Linked DNA regions of Mus musculus: region 1 is linked to region 2. The links are chromatin contacts, called in public Hi-C maps. All regions are on one chromosome and are shown on one strand. Each heading gives the region's core, a stretch centred on a gene start, on an enhancer-like site or on the middle of the called end of the contact. The rest is flanking DNA. Distances are from core to core; before and after follow the strand shown.

Region 1 (2,946 bases), core at 5-2,504, 340 kb before region 2:
AGGCAACTGAAGAAAATATCTAATAAAAAATTGTTAAAAAAAAAAAAAGTATTGACCATTTAAGAACTATTACTCCCACCAGCCTATGTCACAGACAGGAAAACTGAAGCCTATGTCACTGACAAATCAGGGTGTTTTGTCCCAGGTGGCACAGACAATGACTACAGATAAAATTAGAATGCCCTCCATCTCTAAGCACCTTGTCAGTCACTAGATGAGCAGGGCAGGCTGTGAGCAAAACAGCTCTACTGAGCTTCTTACTCTGAGGCTTTCTAAAAATGCAAAGCACTGTGTGGTACTTGTCTTCCAGGTGCTTTGTCATCCAAAACAAAACAGAGGACTCTGATGTGCAACAAGCTCAACAACAGTCATCTCTCATATATGTCAGAGCCCTTGCACAGATGGATAACATTACTCGATGTTTTCTTTTGTGATATTTGATGACGATGGCTTGATTGGTTAGCTTTGAGACAGAATCTCATACAGACCAGGCTGGCCTCAAAATCACTCTTGAATACCTGATCCTTCTCCCTTTACCTCCCAAGTGCTAGGATTACAGGCTTATACCACCACCATGACAGGTTTATATAGTTCTGGAGACTGAGCCCCATGTTCATACATGCTGGGTAAACACTCTACCAACCAAGTTATAGCCCAAGCTCAAACTTCTGCTTTGAACAGTGTCTGACTCAACAACACATAAGAAGGAATTTGCTTATCACGTAGCAGTTGTAACCAGAATACTGAATTCTGGTTCATCCTCATCACTAATAAAGTGGTCCTAATATAGAACCATGGAACTGGCCCAGGGAGATGGCTCAGCAAGTAAATGAGCTTGCCACCCAGAGTGGCAATCTGAGTTCAGTCCACGAAACCCATACAGTAGAAGGAAGAAGTCATGAAGTTCAAAAAAACAAAAAAGTAGGGCGTGGGTCATGGGAAGCATTGCAGAGGAAGTATGAGATGAATACTATCTAAATACATTGCACACAAGTGTGAAATTACCAAAGAATATGCAATTATTAAAAAGAGCAATAGAGCAGGGCAACAAATAGGCAGAACCACACCTCTCCTGCTGCTCCTCCAGATCCCCTCAGTCTCATCTCCAACTGTAGCAGAAAACCTGCTGCAGTCTCCATTTCCTCTCTGACATCACCCTCAATAAATAACAAATATCTTCTCCCCAAAGTCACCCAATTATGCCAACCTCACAACACAAGCAGGCATACCTTGGGAACACACCAGCGAAACAGGCCAGGAAAACAGATCCACAGAAAATGTTTAGCAAGCCACACATAGTCAACACACTTTCCCAAAGTCCAAAGATCAAAACACTCACCGAACAGAGAAAAAAACTAGATTTTTATTGCCCAGACTCCCAATCCCAGATACCTAAATGTCAGCATAAAAACGCAATTAATAACAATCAAGACAGTACGTCTCTACTGGAGCCCAGCTTTCCTACCTCAGCAGGCACCTAATATTCAAACATAGCTGAAACCCAAGGAAAAGACCTAACAATAACTTGTATAAAGATAATATAGACCCTTGAAGAAACCCAGGAAAAGACAAACAATGCAAGGAACAGAATAAAACTGTGCAAGACCTGAATGTGGATATAGAATCAATGCTGGAAATTTAAAAATTGGGAATTTGAACAGGGACTACAGAGGCAAGCATCACCAATAGAATACAAGAAATGGAACAATCTCAGGTGTTGAATATACAATAGAAAAAATGGGTACATTGGTCAAAGAAAATGTTAAATCTAAAAATTTCCTGACACAAAACATCCAGGAGACCTGGCACAGTATGAAAAGACCAAATCTAAGAATAGTAAGAATAGAGCAAAAATAAGAAACCCAGCTCAAAGGCCCAGAAAATATTTTCAAAGTCATAGAAGAAAATATTCCTAACCAAAAGAAGGAGATGTCTATAAAAGTATAAGATGCATATGGATTGGACCAGGAAAGAAAGTACCTTTATATATAATAATCAAAACACTTAACATACAGAAAGAAAGAAATAATATTAGCAGTTACAAGGGGAAAGGACCAAGTAACACCAAAGGCATACTTATTAGAATTACATCTGACCTCTCAGTGGAGATTTTAAAACTAGAAAGGCCTAACAAATGTGCTATAGACTCTAAGAGACCACAGGTCCCAGACCAGAATACTATTATACTCAGCCAAACTCTCAGTCACCATACATGGAGAAAATAAGATATTCCATGATAAAACAAAATTTAAACTCTATGTATCTACAAATCCAGTCCTACAGAAAATGATATACTGCATACACACACCATAAAAATAAGAGTAATCAACACATTGGTCATTGAAATGTCTTAATAGTAATGGTCTCAATTCCCCCAATAAAAAGACACAGACAAAGATAATGGATGCAGAAACAGGACTCGTGATTTTGCTGCATTCAAGAAACACACTTCAATCTCAAAGATAAACATTATCTCAAGATAAAGGATTCAAAAATGATATTCAAAACAAATGGACCTAAGAAACAAGTTGGTATAGCCATTTTAATATCTCACTTCAAACCAAAACTAATCAAAATGGATAGGGAAAGATACTACATACTCATCAAAGAAAACAAAATTCACCAAGATGACAATTTCAATTTTTAACATCTATTCCCTAAACACAAGGGCACCCACCTCTGTAAAAGAAACACTACTATAGCTTAAATCACATATTGACCCTCACACACAGATAGGACAAGATTTCAACACCCTACTCTCACCAATAAACAAGTCATCTAGACAAAAACCAGAGAAATACTGGAGTTAACAGACATTGTATATCAAATGTGTCTAACAGATGTTTACAGATATTTCACTCAAACACCAACGGATAAACATTTTTCTCTGTACCTCATGAAACTTTCTCCAAAACTGACCACCTACTCTGATACAAAGCAAGTCTC
Region 2 (3,321 bases), core at 407-2,906:
GAAAGAAAGAAAGAAAGAAAGAAAGAAAGAAAGAAATAGGAGAGGGGTGTGGAAGGTGAGTGGGGAGGGGTTGGAGGCAGGAACAGAGGTGAATAGGATCAAAAAGTGTTGCTATAGGTATGAAACTCTCAAGGCATAAATCAAAATGGTATAATTAATAATAAAAAAGTGTACCTTGAAGACACTTAAGAACAAAGGTCCTTGCCCTGCAGCCAGACAGCTCATATACTGTCTGTCACTCTACAGGTAGCACCAAGACAGAACTCAGAATTCTCCTTTAAAGAGGAAGCCAGTGTGGCACTCTAAAGGAAGACGGCAGCCTTGGATGGTTGGTCCCTCCCTGGGAGATGGACTCCATTAAAGTGTGGGTTCTGGGGTCTAGTGTCCCCGTGGGAATCCTAAGGGTCGGCCTTAAACAGTGTGTGTCTGGCGTGCATTTCTGCACTTCTCTGGAACTCGATTCCCTTAGTCATGATCTGGAGGTCACAAGAATTTCTAGCCCATTGAGATAGTCTTAGAATTTAACATTTTAATCCATGGAAAAGACTTAGAACCACACTTTGCATGTTATAGGGCTCCACTAAAGTTAGTTAGATGCTGGTTGTTTTTCTTTCAATCGAATAATGAAAGCTTTGAAAGAATTTTTGAAGTTTGGGCTGGGATATAGCTCAAACAATGAAATGTTTGCCAGACAATCATGAGAACCCAAAGTTGATCCCCAGAATCTACATTAAAAAACCAGGAATGGTAGTGTAGAACTTGTAATCCCAGTACTGAGGAGGTGGAAACAGGATGGTCCTTGGGGCTCGTTGGCCAGCCAGCCTAGTCTGATTCCCCAAACTCAGGTTACAGTGTGAGAATCTATCTCAGAAAAAAGGAGGAAGAGGAGAGAGAGGAGGAGGAAGAAGTGGAAGAGAAAGAGGAAGAGAGGGAGGAGAAAGAGGAAGTGGAGGAGGAGAAAGAGGGGGAGGAAGGGAAGGAAGAAGAGGAGGAAGAGGAGGAAGAGGAGGAAGGGAAGGAGGAAGAGGAAGAAGGGGAGGAGGAAGAGAAGGAGGGAGAGGAGGAAGAGGAGAAGGTGAATAAGTTCTAAGGAACAAGACTGATGGCTGACATCTGTTTTATTTCAACATGCACATGTGTACTTGCTAACAAATGTGTACACACACACACACACACACACACACAAGAATATTGGAGGCAAAAGTACAGCTATCCTATAAGTCCCTTGGAGAATAAACAGAAGCTAGGAGAGTTAAATAACATGGCAAGGACCTCCCTGCTCTGAAAGTCTCTGGTAGCCCATTTCTCATCACAAGTATGGAAGAGGCCAATCGAACATTGACCCTTCTAAAGCAGCTCATGTTCAACAAGGACAGGAGATAAGGAAGTCGTGTGCTTGAATCCTCGATAGTGTTCTCCCAATCCAGGCCCTTGAACATGCAGTGGAAGGAGCCAGCTCACAAGGCCCAGGCCTCGGAGGCAGACTTGGCTGGTTCCATGAAACCACAAGCTTGTACTTTTTCTCTATAATTTGTGGGAGGCATCAGCATTTCCTCTTTGGAGAAAGGGCAGCCAGCCCTCCAGGGATGAGGCAGGCATGGTAATCAGTAACAGCTGCAGCCTCAGTTGGCCAAGGGTCAAGGCTCCAGTCCTGTTCTTTCCCCCACAGTTTTGCAGTCTGGCTGATCTGGAGCTCAGGGCTGCCACTACAGCCCCAAGCACAGAGCCCCATACTATCTTGAGCCAGCTGTTTGGATTAGTGTTCCTGTCAATCTACAGAGACTAGAATGACATAGGTCCCCCACTCAATGCTGAAAGGATGGATTTGTGAGTCAATGGATGAATGAATCTTTCTACCTCTTTCTTCCTTAAACACGGTCTCAGGAGAGCCATTGCTCAACCTAATGGGCTTCCCAGCCCTGTGCTGAGAAGGGAGTGATAAGTTCCATGTCCAGGTCTCACAGGTCAGAGAGCAGAGAGTCCTCTGACCCTCCACCAGGTCATTCCTCCTGCAGGAAGAGCTCATGCCTGCCTTTCCACTGTACAGCCAGTGGCCATGCACTTGAGCAGACAGCATCAACCTCAGCACCATGCCCCTGGCTGTAGAAGAGCAGGCTGCAGAGGCAAATGGAAAGAAAGGGCAATTCTATGCAGAAGGATGTGAATAAGCCAGGACTTGGGGTGTTTCTGGGCCTTGGCCCCACTCTCCCTGGGGCCTATGAAGAAAGGGCTAACTAATTAAATAGGCTGGGGGAGCTTCTACAAAGACTCAATAGGAAAAGCCACCAACAAGCCATCTCAAGAGAGGCTGTGGTTACCTGAGGGCCAAGGAAAAGAAGGAGTGTGGCAGTATGCCTGAAAAGACTGCCTTTCAGTCAGCGCAGTGGAGAGGCCATCTGCCCTGTTCTCCCAGGTGGCTGTTTGCACTGCTCTGTTGGCTGGCTCAGAGTGGGAAGCCCTGTGGGAACACTAAGTTCTCAGCCCCAGTATGAGGGACCATCTCCTCTGCTGTTGCATTCCCCCATCTTTGTAAACTCCCAACACTGACCCCTTCTTCAAGGCTGGGAACGACCCCACTGACGCAGAACCCACAAGCCATGCATCTGAGCCTTACCACATCATAGCTTGAAATGGTTTGGAAGTGAATCTGTTTCTGGGTTTGTTTTGAGACCAAAATGCATGTTTTGACTTACTCTACCCTTTCCTGTTTCCATAAACTTGTTATGACTGGTTCTTTAGAGTACATGGAGAAAACAGAATTTACAGGTTTGGGGAAAGTGGCCAGTATTCCTCCGAGGAGTGCCCAGCCTTAAGGAAAATGTACTAGGCACTTTTCTGATTGCTGTAACAGAAAGATTCACAAAAGCAACTTACAGAAGAGAAACATTTATTTGGTCCCTGGTCCAAGGGTTCGGTCCACAATGGTGCAGGAGGCGTGACTGCAGGAATGTGACATGGCTGGTCACATTACATCCACAATCAGGAAGTAAAGAGAGATGGATGCTGTTGCTCAATTTGATTTCTCCTTTTTATTCCAGTCAGGTCCCCAGGCGTCCCATAGGATCATGCTACCCACATTTATAGTGGATGTTCCCATATCAGTTAACCCAGTCTAGCAACTCTCTAACACTTATGCCTGGAGATTTGTCTCTTGGGAAAGCCTAGATTCTGTCAAGCTGACAGTACTAACCTTCACAAGTGGCCTTGGATAAAGAGAATGAGCAGCCAGAGAGTACCATACAATCTCAGGAGCAATAACAGGAAAGTGAAGAAGACCACCTAGAGAGAGCATTACGGTCAGTGTTGACTAGGAGTGTATCA

What was found. Hi-C and Micro-C count contacts between places; a contact is called where the count stands out from the background.
Region 1: a contact with region 2 is called in a Hi-C map of liver, with 3 times the contacts expected there. The contact joins two enhancer-like sites. A contact is called at or near these places in 2 of 39 promoter capture datasets (embryonic stem cells and hippocampal neurons), 12 of 15 datasets of contacts at CTCF or cohesin (CD8 T cells, the G1E-ER4 cell line, the NIH/3T3 cell line and 6 more), 165 of 484 Hi-C or Micro-C datasets (the 3T3-L1 cell line, the 63-12 cell line, the AML12 cell line and 87 more) and 11 of 115 datasets of contacts at active chromatin or transcription factors (PVALB interneurons, astrocytes, bone marrow-derived dendritic cells and 4 more).

What each region holds. Positions count from the first base shown.
Region 1 is chr13:4,009,304-4,012,249 of GRCm38.p6, reverse strand. No RefSeq gene overlaps it. Among named protein-coding and RNA genes, the nearest start is that of Akr1c14, 49 kb to the left of the region's middle. Within about 2 kb of position 1,254, at least 2 of the 459 cell types and tissues checked have an H3K27ac peak or open chromatin away from gene starts, as enhancers often do. A contact at or near this core is called in liver, where this site is marked.
Region 2 is chr13:3,668,531-3,671,851 of GRCm38.p6, reverse strand. No RefSeq gene overlaps it. Among named protein-coding and RNA genes, the nearest start is that of Asb13, 36 kb to the right of the region's middle. Within about 2 kb of position 1,656, at least 64 of the 459 cell types and tissues checked have an H3K27ac peak or open chromatin away from gene starts, as enhancers often do. A contact at or near this core is called in liver, where this site is marked.